Linked DNA regions of Sus scrofa: region 1 is linked to region 2. A link is a contact called in public Hi-C data. All regions are on one chromosome and are shown on one strand. Each heading gives the region's core, a stretch centred on a gene start, on an enhancer-like site or on the middle of the called end of the contact. The rest is flanking DNA. Distances are from core to core; before and after follow the strand shown.

Region 1 (6,465 bases), core at 228-2,727, 390 kb before region 2:
TCCGCGGTCTGCTCTTACACAGAGATGGCATCAGGATCTCATCACTAAAAAGCACCCTGAGGCAAACTTGGCAGCCAGAAGCGTGTCCAGTGGCGGCTAAAAGCTCATGATGGTGTCTGCAGTAGGCTCTGTATTTTGCATACATCTGACCATATCCCATATATGTGTCAGTGCCAGTAAAGGAAGAGCTGATGCCCCCAGGGAGGATTTAAATAAGAATCTTGCTTCCCAGAGAACTGCTGTCCACATGCACAGCGGGGTGGGGAAACGAGGTCGCCTGTACCTGCCCGAGTTCCTGTGGCTGAGGAGTGTATCACTTCTTCCTCTCCCGGGAATGTCTTAGAGTAGGAACCACATCCTCTTCTAGCAAATAGCATAAGCCTTGGTACTTGGAAGATAGTCAGAAGGTGTTTGGGGAGTGATCCATATGTGTCAGAGCGGGAAGGGTGCTTGAGAAGTCACCTAAGTCCAAGCCCCTCATATAGTAGTTATGGAAAGTGAGGCTCAGGTGAGGGGAGATGAATTCTCAGAGGGTTGCAGACTCAAGCGCAGTTCTTCTCCAAGTTCTTGCTCTGGTTCATCACGTGTATCCCCCTGCCCCCATATTCTAATATTTGACCCTTCTTATGGTTGTATCCCTCAAGAGCCAAGATGATCACGTCAGGTTTTGGAGGCCAGTATTTATCAAGACCGATTATCTGCTGGAACTTATCAGGCTTTTTTGCACATCTATTTTTGTCAATTTACTTCCTGAATTTTTATCGTTTTATGGCAAGTAAAATGGATTCCATTTTAAGGTGGCAATGGAATCCAGCAGGGGAATAGAGGAATTAAAAGGATGCATCACATGTGGCACCATTACTGTCCCCCACTTGCTCCTGGTGGCAGACAGAGCCCATCTGAGTTTAAGAGCCATCTCAGGTTCTGCCAGTTGCAGTTAACAGAATGAATTACGCCACATGCAGTGAAATGAGTAAGAGACTGTATTAGCTCCTGTAATTGCAATGGACTTCAGATGTGTTACAATCCAGAGGTTCATGTGATAGATTGAGCCCCAAGGTAGGAAAAAAAGGGTTGTAACTCTTTCTGACCTCATAGTCACACCCAGAGGAGCAAGTCTATCTCTTTTGGTAGCTTCTTTATAAGAGAGAGGAAACTTCTTTCCTATAAACTCTAGCAAGCCTTCTTAGGTGTTACTGGGCCAATTTGGAGCAGATGTGCTCTCTGAACCACGAAAGCTTGTCAGGAGGATGAACTATGCTGATTTGAACCACCCCACCCTGGAGCTAGGGGTGGGGTCAGGCCTTCCAAATTGTGGAGCAGCTTCCCAGAGAAAAATCTGGATGCTCTTGTGGGAAACAGGGGAAATGAAACCTAGGGATGAAGCCAACAAATAGCCGCTCCGGAATCCTGCTGGCACCGTGTCCCAGGCAGTCGCTGTGGGGGCATCAGATCTGTCCTGGAGACAAAACCTCTTTGCCACCCTGTACTCTGTGGGCCTCAGGGTTCTCCTGGGAAAGCTCAGGCACGAAGGCTTCCAGCACAGAGTAAGGAGAGGGTTAAGATGAAGAGCGGATAAAAGCTGCTTTTATTGAATCTCACTTATGAGTTTTGCTGCCACCTTCTTTTCCCCTCACAGGCGTCCTGTGAGCTGCCCCTCTCCCTCCCGCCCCCACTCCCACACATTAAAAGGCAGTTCATTGAAAAATTTTCTCAAGCTGAAAAAGAACTTCTGTCTCTTCAGCTTCGACTTTTTTCCTGCCTGGCCCTTCTTAGCTGGAGGAGGCGGAGTGTTCATACTTTGGAAGCTAGAGGAAGCTAAACAATTCCACTTGCTGTGGTGGGTGGGTGTGTATTTATGAGTGTGTAGCTTTCTCTCCATGTGTTTCTCTTCTCCCTTTTCTTATCTTTGGATGGTTCCTGTTTGCTGCCCTCTGCTGAGTATAGATAGGAGAAGGAAGGGAGAAAAGCAGGCCCATTTCTTCTTTCCCTTTGGTTTTGAGAGAATTCTGAGCTTCAGATGCCGAAATGTCTTTGGTTTTCTCAGATGATGTAAGCCGCAGTATGAAATGACACAAGAAAGATGATCGTGAAGATGATCATGTTAACGATAGTAAAGCAGCTGCCATTTACTTATCATTTATGCTGCCAGGCTTTGGACTAATAAGCCCTTTACCTGCATGTCCGGTTAAATACTCACAATTATAAACAGGTGGGAACCCGAGGGCGAGGGGGCTCACAGGTGCGGGTACTTGCCCGGGGATGCTCAGCCTGTGGTTGTGGAGCTGGTGTTCTAGCCTGTGAGTCTCTGACTCAACGCCTCGGCAGGACAAAGCCCTGCATCCCCCCCCCCCCGCCTCTTCTCCTCTCCTGCAGGGCCAACGTGGGAACCCTGATGATATCTGTGCAGAGGGGAGAGACCATTGCTCTTAAGACTGAACTTCCTCAGTGGCCGATGAAGAGCCCACAAGGTTACTCGGTGACCTTGAAGAGGAACCTCTGCCCTACCCACTACTGAAGCCCCCCTTGGCAAAGGGGCTCCTCAGTCCCCCTAGATTGACACCCTGTGGGGCAGCATGTGGGGCTCTAGCTTTGGAGCTGCACTGCCCGACTCCGATGCCTAGCCTTGGGCACGCCCTTGACCTCCATGCAGGAATTCCTGGCCTGTAAAACGAGGATAATGTTAACTATACTGAGGTGGGGGGTGAGTTCTGAAGGCTGGATGTGTCGCTGTGGGTGGAGCCCTGAGCATGAGGCTTGGTCCAGAAGGGGTCAGGGAGTGGTGGGGCAGCTCATGGGCCATGCCTGGCTTCGAGGAGGCATCTGTTCTTCTGGCCTCCCTGCGGCAGAGGTAGGGAGGGATGCCTGTGTCATCATTGCTCTTTGGTAGGTGGGTGGCCTCGTGCACAGGCTTTGGCAGCAGAGAAGGACCAGACATGTCTCATTATTAGGGGTGGAGGAGGGGTGCACATGCAGGCTGCTCTTTGTACCCCACTCCCTGACTCTTTGGATCTGAAGCAGTCATTGGGGTGCCCAGCCATTTCCTCCCCTGGGAGAGAACCCAGACCCTCTGCATCCTTCTAGGCAATATTCTTTGATTCCTCCAGGAAGTGTTCTTCGGTCACTCCAGCCCCCAGGGGTCGCTCACCCACCTTAGTTCCCCTGCTCCTCGGCCTTCTCCTCTGCCCACTTAGACCAGGAAGTGGTCTTCCTGCCAGTCCAGGAAGGTGTGGACTTGTCTTTCTGCTTCGTCCCTCCCTGCCTCTGTCCTTGTGTCCGTGCGTGCGTGTGAGCCTCTGGGCCTCCACACATGCTGCTCCCTTGCTGCTGACACCTTTCTTCCTGCCACCTCGCCCCTAAGCCTGACTCACCCCTGCTTGGGGAGCCTTATGGAAATGTATCATGCACTGTAGTCATCATTTTTGACCTGTCCATGCAGGAGCAAACCTCGATCTCATCACCCTCTCTTAATTGTCCAAAGTATTTGCTGAGGGAATGAAGAAGCAGGCGAATGAGTGAGTGACTGGTAAGTGGGTTCTTGGTGACTCCTGGCCAGTGCAGGAAGTCTGGAATCCTTCTTGTGGAATCTCAGGGTGCTTCAGCATCTTTCAGGAGCCTGTTAACAGGGATCCTCCATGGAGACTGCTTGAGTCTAGGGTGGCCACCTATCCAGCAAATCCTACTGAGTGCAGCAGGTAACTCTTCTCTCCGTCCACCTCCCTGCTTGTCAGCACCCCAGGAGGCAGATGTCGCCTTCTCCAGGTGCACCCCCCCAGGAGCATTTTGCACGCCTATTCCTGGGGAGTGCTTTTATTTGCAGTTTCCCTGAGTTGCAAGCCAGCGGTCCCCAGGGGAACTCTGTGGTGCCTGTTAGTAGTGGCACCATATCAAATGTAAACAGCTCAGAATCCGGGATTGGCATCTGAGTTGGGCAGTGCACTTTGCAAATCCCTCTGCAGTGGGCCCCAGGGACTCTCTGGGGCTCAGCAGCTTTGTTTTCTGCTGGCACATGTGAGCTGTTGCCTTTCCAGGCTGGGTGCTCTGCCTTCCTGCTGTGGGGACAAGGGTGAGGTGCCTGGAAGTGTGTGTGGAGGTGCTGCACTAAGGGCCTTCTTGGGAAGGGGTTACATTAGGAAAACCCTGCGAGCTTTTCCCTTGAGCTGGACCGAGTGTGCAACTGACAGCCAGCATCCCCAGTTCCCAGGCCCAGCTCTGCCTTCTCCTAAAATGGGCACCATCAGCACTCTTTCATCGTGTTGTAGTGATGTTTATGTCCCACTAAAGATGAGACAACTAAGAGGCAGAGAGGATCCATGACATATCCAGGGCCACACAGCTGGGAGGTGATGGGAACAGGACTCCAGCCCAGGGGTCTCCCTCCAGCAGACCAGAGCTCACAGCCCTAGGCCTCCTCCTACTGTCTTACCACCCACTGGCCCTGACCTTCGGTGAGTGCACCCTCTTCCCTGGATGGGAGGAGACCACAGCGGGAGGATATTGCTGAGGGCCTCAGGAGCCTGATTCTTGTATCCATTGTGCTGGTTCTGGAAAGCTCTTCCACGAGCCAAATGCTCCAGCCAGGATTCTAGCAGGCCCCACAGGCCACCTGGGGGCCTCCTAAGAGCCCAGTTAACCACAGTTGTGCGTTTGGGTGGGTCTCCCACTGGTTACACTTGTTGGCCTCCTGGAGGAGGTGTTGCTGAGCAGAGGGGGCTGGTGGGACATGGGAGGAAAGAGGTTTCTTAAAGGGAACAGGTTGGAAACATCTGGCAGGGGAGTGTGTGTGAAAATTACTTCCTGCTGCTCAAGCACATTGTATGTGCTCAACTGAAAACTGTTATTCTGCATGTTTCCTCCTGAGTATTGATCAGAGTCAGCTGCTGACAGTTAAAATGTGTATGTGTGCTCATCTATTTGTGAAATAACCAGTTTCTAAATTTGGCATCCAACTTCAGTGAAAAGTTAGTGACTCTTTTGGGGGCACCAGGGGCTATAATTTGAATTCCTGATAATTTTGTTGATAATAAACCTTAATGTTATCTTCCTGCAGAGGACTTCTTTCATTATTTTATTTGACCTATGTATTACTTAAAACAAAAACAAAAACAAAAAACCTTATATGTGTACCTTAAATGGAGATTGCAGCCTGGCAACCTGTGGACTGTATGTAGCCCAGAACTATGTTTTGTGTGGTTTACCCACTGTGGGCCCGTAGATGATTGGGTGTCTCTTTTAAAATATTAGTAAGTTGTCAGTACCTAAACAATGGAACCTAAACATTGAAATATTTCACATTTATTTATTTTTTGGCCATGCCTGAGGCATGCAGAAGTTCCTGGACCAGGGATCGAACCCATGCCGCATCTGTTATCAGAGCCACAGCAGTGACAATGCCAGATCCTTAACCTGCTGAGCCACGAGGGAACTGTGGACTATTTCACATTTTAAAAAATTATCTTTTCTGGCTTTTGGGGAAAAAATGGAACAGTTTAGCAGCTGGGCCTGGGTTATAGCATCGCAAAACATGACTGGATCTGGGTAGCAGCCTGGCAACCTGCGGAGTCTAGAGACAGACTCCGGCTCTTCAGTTGGCCATGGCCCCAGCCGCATCCTGTGGTCTCAAACTTGGGTTCCTCACCTTCCCATGTAACTGCTGGCCTGTGGGGACACTTGGGAACTTTGTTTTATAACCCGTGTCCAATTTGTTCTCTTCATCTCATGATGGAGGCAGAGTGGGGTTTATGGCCCCCACTTTACGGATGAGACGACTGAGGTTGGAAGAGCATAAATGACATTGACTAGTTACAGAGCCAGTGAGCTGAGGCTAGTCCTTCTGACTATAAGCCTAATGGACTTTGCAGTGGGGGAAAAAAGTGGAAATAGAAAGTAGAAGCCGTAGGCTCTTGAACAGATTCATTGAAGTTTGTATCTGGATGAGTTTTGCTCTGTCTGAGCCTGCAAACCATTTGCCTTGCCTCTCTGTCTCTGGGGATTCTGAATTGAGGGCCACCCTAATATAGTTTGTTCCAGCTGTGTCAGGGGCTGCTGCAGGTTTGTTAGAAATGATGTGAGCACAGAGTCTTCTTTGTTTTCTGCCTGTGCCTCTTGGCAAGTTGGGGAACCCCAGTATGTACATTCTTGTTATTGGGGAGTGTTAGAAGTCTGTGAAATGAGAGGAAAGACGGCTTTCCCAGCAGAAATGGCACATGCCTTTGGCAGCGGGTGTTAGAGGCATCCGGAGGCATTTCTGGAAAAGAGCCTGTGTGAGGCAGTTCAGGCACACAGCTACCCAGGTCTCTGAGTCCAGGGCCCTTTGCCAGGGCAGGCGTGGCTGCGGCTCCGTCTCCCACCTCAGGACCCTTCCCTTAGAAGTTCCAGGTGGCTCCGGATGTGGCAGCGGGACGTGGGGACGGGCCACAGTCGGTGTGGCACCGGGTCCCGGGCTGAGAGTCCCGTCTCTCTTTG
Region 2 (5,831 bases), core at 515-3,014:
GAGGAGCCCAGTGCTTCCCACTGAGGTAGAGCGGACCAGTTGGGTGTGTTTAGAAAGGCAAGCAAGAGCTGCTGGTTTCACTGCGAACTCTAGGGACTGGTATGGGGGAGGTGGTGCCATACTGACCATGTGTTAGGATGCGGGGAGCTTGTTACAAGGTGGTACCTGGACTGTCCCTCCAGCAGCAGGTAGGAATAGAGGCCTTCTTGGGCATCAGTGGTCATTGCGGGCTCCCCAGAAGAGCTGTGTTGCGAACAGGTGCACAGATACATCTGGGGGAGGGGAAGGAGGGGGCCGTTGAGCATCTCCCCTTGCCCTCAAGTCCAAGACACCAAAGTGGGCTATGGTAAGACCCAGGAAGAAGAGGCTGGGCCTGGCTTCAGACCCCCTGGTGCTCCTCCCAGGATCCTGTCCCCTCCTGTCACAGATGCACTTCTCTCATGGCATCGAGACAATCTCATAGCCTGCCTCCAACCCACTCCCAGCAAGACCTGGGACCACTCTCAAGCCCTGGTTCCCCCACCTGCACCTGAGCCTCTGAACTGGGCTTCACACACAAAGCTGAGTGACTGTAGGTAAGTTACACAGAAGGAATCTCTGATCCCCAGTTTCCTCATCTGTAAAAAAGGGACAGGAAACTAGATAACAGGAGGGTTAAACAAGTTAATGCAAGAAGGGCCCCGGCACAGCGTCTGACATACAGCAAGAGCCTGTTGAAGGTATCTCTCATTTGCTCTTTTCCGGAGCCCAAAGCCCCCAGGCCTGCGAGTCGCCGGCCTAGCCCTGGCCTCTAACGCCACCTACTGGCCTAATAGCAGAATGACGCACACTGCAGTCCCGGAGTGGAGGGCAGTGGAGCAAGTCCCAGATCTGCCCTGACTCCCCGCGCTCGTTACGCGGGACGGGCCTCTCCCCTCATCCGTTAAAAGGGGATGGTGCTGTCCATTGGCCCCCACATCAGCTTAGTTTGGGGCCTTCAGAGAGTCTTAGGGGGTAGGGGGAAGAGTGCTTTCCCTGGGGAACTGGCTCAGCCTGAGCTCAGAAAGCAAACTCCCAAAGCGGACATGGGTGCTATGCGAGACGGTCACAGGTCACACTCCATCCCTCGTGGAGGCGTTGTTTCAGGGCGAGTCGCAGGACCCAGTCCTCTGGGGTTTAAGACTTTAAGATGCGGTCAAGGCTCAGCCTCTCCTCTCCCCAAGGCAAGATCCACAGCTGCTTGTCCGGACTCGTGGGACAGCAGTTGCTCCAAAACCTATCACAGGCGCATGCACACATACACACACCCACGCACACACGCGCGCACAATCTCCTAGATCCAGACACCCGTACCCAAGTTGAAGTTTTTTCCCTGCCTTGATTTGTTTTCCATTCCTCCACACAAAATTCCCCCTCCCCGTTGTGTCAGCTCCAGCAAGGAGGTCAAGGTCCTCAACTGTTTTGTCACCCTGTCCCCCGGGCATCCCACATGGCACTGGCAGCTAGAACACTTGTAGAGTTCTTAAGTAGAACTACAGTCACGACACAGACGCGTCCGATCCCACAATCACACTCTCCGAGCGCGCGCACAAGGTCGCGATGATTTACCCTCCCGCACGATCCGAGGCGCCCCTCACGCTGCACGCGCGGTCACAGAACTAGGCGAGCCCGCGACCCATCAAGTGTGTACACACACGCGCGCGCACGCATGTGCACGCCCGCTGCGCGCAGCTAGCGCGTCTGGTTTCCACCCTAGCCTCTCGGCTTCGCTCCTCCCTCTCCTCCGCCTGCGGTTCTCAAAGCGCCACCTCCCCCAATGGGCCTTCCGGGGAGTGAGTTGCGAGAGGCCCGAGTGAGTGACAAACCAGGGCTAGGAGTTTACCAACACGCGGATTGTAAATTTCCCCTCAATGAATCCCACCTCACCCCACCCCCCACACACACCCAACCTGCCTTCTCGCTGGAGCGGGAGTTTTCCCCACCCGCTGCTCACCCTCGCCCGTTCTCCTCAAACTCATCCACGCAGCTCAAAAGGGACCAAGCATCTAGCTGCCATACAGGTCCCACAGGGCCACCGCAACTTAGACCGCCCCTGTTTGAGCCCTCCTGGCTCAGCTCCGACCCCGTGGGTCCAGTGGCCTGGACCACTTGGCCAGTGACTTGACTTTTCTTGGTCTCAGGGACTTCCTCCTTTCCTCGGTGAAATGTGACTGATAATAGTACTTCCCACTGGAATAGGTGAGAATCCAAGAGACATAGGAGTTCCTGTCGTGGTGCAGCGGAAACAAATCTGACTAGGAACCACGAGGTTGTGGATTCAGTCCCTGGCCTCGCTCAGTGGGTTAAGGATCTGGCATGCGGCTCCGATCTGGCGTTGCTGTGGCTGTGGCATAGGCCGGTGACTACAGCTAGGATTCAATCCCTAGCCTGGGAACCTCCATATGCTGCAAGTGAGGCCCTAAAAAAAAGACAAAAAAAAAAAAAGAATGCACTAAGCCCAGTACCAGCATACCTGGCACCAGTAAAAGACTCAAATAGGAAATTATTTTTTAATATGATTATTTTTTAGGATGCTATGGAGACAAAATAGCTGCACTGGACAGGGCTCCCTGGAGCCTCTTCCTAGATCCCCAGAGGTCTCAGACCTCCAGGTTAAGAACGCCCAACTCTATTCCAGCCCTGAATTCCAGACGCTTTTCTCCTGATGGCTCATAGGCTTGGAAGAAAGGCTGCAAGGGAGGGAGGAAAAGAAGGAAAGAGGGGAGGGAGGATGGACAGCGCCATTGAGGTGTAATTCACAAGCTCTTTTAAAGTGTATAATTCTGTGTGTTTTAGTGTATTCAGAGAGTTGTGCAACCATCACCACTATCTAATTCTAGAATAATTTTATCACTCCAGTGTACCCATTTCACTGAATACCTCCCAGCCCCTGGCAACCACCAATGTGCTTTCTGTCTTTGTGGATTTGCCTGTTTCTGACATTGTGTAGGCATGCGGCTGTACAGTAAATGATCTTTGGCATCACTTACTTCACTGACTTCTTTCATTTATCATGTTTTCAAGGTTCCCCCATTGTTGTAGCTTGGATCGGTATAAATTTCTTTTTATTGCTGAGTACTATTCCCTTGTATGGCTGTACCACATAATATTTATCCATGGAGTTCCCGTCATGGCGCAGTGGTTAATGAATCTGACTAGGAACCATGAGGTTTCGGGTTCAATCCCTGCCCTTGCTCAGTGGGTTAACGATCCGGCCTTGCCATGAGCTGTGGTGTAGGTTGCAGATGCGGCTCGGATCCCGCGTTGCTGTGGCCCTGGTGTAGGTCAGTGGCTACAGCTCCGATTCGACCCCTAGCCTGGGAACCTCCATATGCCGTGGGAGCGGCCCTAGAAAAGGCAAAAAGACAAAAAAAAAAAAAAAAAAAAAAAATTTATCCAGTCATCCCTCGATGGACATTTGAGATTTGAGTTGGTTCCACCTTTTGGCTGTTGTGAATAGTGCAATTATGAACATGGGTGTACAAATATCTTTTTGAATCCCTGCTTTCAATTTTTTAGTGTATCTACCAAACAAAAAACAAACAAAAAAACAGAACTGCCATGTCGTATGATAATTCCATGTTTATTTTATTGAGGAGCTGCCCACCTGTTTTCCACAGGGGCTGCTCCATTTTACATTCCCACCAGCAGTAAAAGGGTTCCAATTTCTGCAGGTCCTCCCCAACATTTGTTTTGATTAAAGTAATCCTACTGTGTGTGAAGTGGTCTCTCACCCTGGTTTTGATTTGCATTTCCTAAATGATGTTGAGCATCTTTTCATGTGCTTATTGATCATTTCCATATCTTTTCTGGAGAAATGTCTAGATCCAAGTATCACCCTGCTTTTACTGTAGCTTTGCAGTAAATGTTTAAATCAACAAGTGTGAGTCCTGGGACCCAGTTTAATACTTTTCAAGCTTGTTTTGGCTATTATGGGTCCCTTGAGCTTCATATGAATTTTAGGGTCAGTTTGTCAATTTATAAAAAGAAATCAGCTGCAGTTTTATAGGGTTGCATTGAATCTGTGAATCAATTTGGGGCAGTATTATCCATGAACATAGGATGTCTTTCTGCTTGGTTCTTCAATTTTCCTCAATGATATCTTGCACTATTATTAAATTTACTCCTGAGTATTTTATTTTTTATGATGCTATTGCAAGTGAAATTATTTTCTTAATTTCCTTTTCATCTTTCTCATTGCCAATCTATGGAAACACAGTTTGATTTCTGAATATTGAAGAAAAAGTATATCTGAAATCTGTCAAAATGCTGATTCCCAGAACCCATTCCATAGCGTCTATAGTGAGGCCTGGAAATCTGCTTTTTAACCCTCACCCCCAGCAGTGTGCTTTAGGAAGGAGTAGGCTGGTGCTCCCTAACATCATGTTTAATCTTTCTGGGGCTTTTCACATGCTGTTCCCACTGCTTGGAACACTTTTTGTTCAGGTTTCTATCTGGTTAAGACCCTACTTGTTCTTCAAAACCCAGCACACAGTCCCTTCTCCAGGAAGGCTTCTCTGATTACCACCTCCTTCTAACTGGATTGGGTAGTCATAGCATTCTGACTTTCCACCTCTCTCTTGGCATATGTAAAATATTATGTCGATTCTCCTTTTAAAGTTATGAACGTGGGGTGCTCTCATTGTGGCGTAGTAGAAACGAATCCAACTAGTATCCATGAGGATGAGGATTCGATCCCTGGCCTCGCTCAGAGTGTTAAGGATCCAGCGTTGCCATGGGCTGTGGTGTAGTTCACATATGGCTTGGATCCTGCATTGCTATGGCTGTGGTGTAGGCCAGCAGCTGGGAACCTCTAGCCTGGGAACTTCCATATGCCACAGGTGCAGCCCTAAAAGCAAAAATAAAAAATAAAAATAAAAATAAAAAATTATGGACATGGAGATTTCCTGTTAGGGCTTAGCAGGTTAAGAACCAAACATAGTGTCTGTAAGGATGTGGGTTTGATCCCCGGCCTTACTCAGTTGGTAAGCATTGTCCAGCATTGTCACAAGCTGCAATGTAGGTTGCAATGTGGTTCAGATCTGGTGTTGCCATGGCTGTGGCTAGGCTTGCATCTGCAGCTTTGATTCACCCTATAGCCTGGGAACTTCCATATGCCACAGGTAAGGCTGAAAAAAACAAAATTATGAACAGGAAGTTTCCATGTGGCTCAGTGGGTTAAGGATCTGGCATTGCTGCAGTGCAGCTCTGGCACAGGTTGCAGCTACATCGTGGGTTTGATCCCTGGCCTGGGAACTTCCACATGCTGCAGGTGCAGCTAAAAATTTATTTTAGGAGTTCCTGTCGTGGCACAGTGGTTAACGAATCCGACTAGGAACCATGAGGTTGCGGGTTCGATCCCTGCCCTTGCTCAGTGGGTTGACGATCCGGCGTTGCCGTGAGCTGTGGTGTAGGTTGCAGACACGGCTCCGATCCCGCGTTGCTGTGGCTCTGGCATAGGCTGGCAGCTATAGCTCTGATTCGAACCCTAGCCTGGGACCCTCCATATGCCATGGGAGTGGCCCAAGAAATGGCAAAAAGACCAAAAAAAAATTTATTTTATTTTATTTTATTTTTATTGTCTTTTTAGGACCGCAGCCACAGCATATGGAGGGTCCCAGGCTAGGAGTGGAATCAGATCTGTAGCCGCCAGCCTACGCCACAGCCACGCCAGATCTGAGCCTCATCTGCAACCTACACCACAGGTCACAGCAGCACCAGAGCCTTAATCCACTGAGCAAGGCCGGGAATCGAACCTGTGTCCTCGTGGTTACTAGTCAGATTCGTGTCCCCTGAGCCACGATGGGAACGCC

Evidence for each region. A called contact is a pair of places that touch in the nucleus more often than the background predicts.
Region 1: a Hi-C map of omental adipose tissue shows a contact between it and region 2, with 1.5 times the contacts expected there. The contact joins two enhancer-like sites. A contact is called at or near these places in 5 of 47 Hi-C or Micro-C datasets (embryonic fibroblasts, fetal heart ventricle, heart right ventricle and 2 more).

What each region holds. Positions count from the first base shown.
Region 1 is chr16:68,950,148-68,956,612 of Sscrofa11.1, reverse strand. The region is part of intron 2 of GALNT10 (polypeptide N-acetylgalactosaminyltransferase 10); the gene reads left to right. Among named protein-coding and RNA genes, the nearest start is that of GALNT10, 79 kb to the left of the region's middle. Within about 2 kb of position 1,477, at least 12 of the 83 cell types and tissues checked have an H3K27ac peak or open chromatin away from gene starts, as enhancers often do. A contact at or near this core is called in omental adipose tissue, where this site is marked.
Region 2 is chr16:68,562,609-68,568,439 of Sscrofa11.1, reverse strand. No RefSeq gene overlaps it. Among named protein-coding and RNA genes, the nearest start is that of LARP1, 110 kb to the right of the region's middle. Within about 2 kb of position 1,764, at least 28 of the 83 cell types and tissues checked have an H3K27ac peak or open chromatin away from gene starts, as enhancers often do. A contact at or near this core is called in omental adipose tissue, where this site is marked.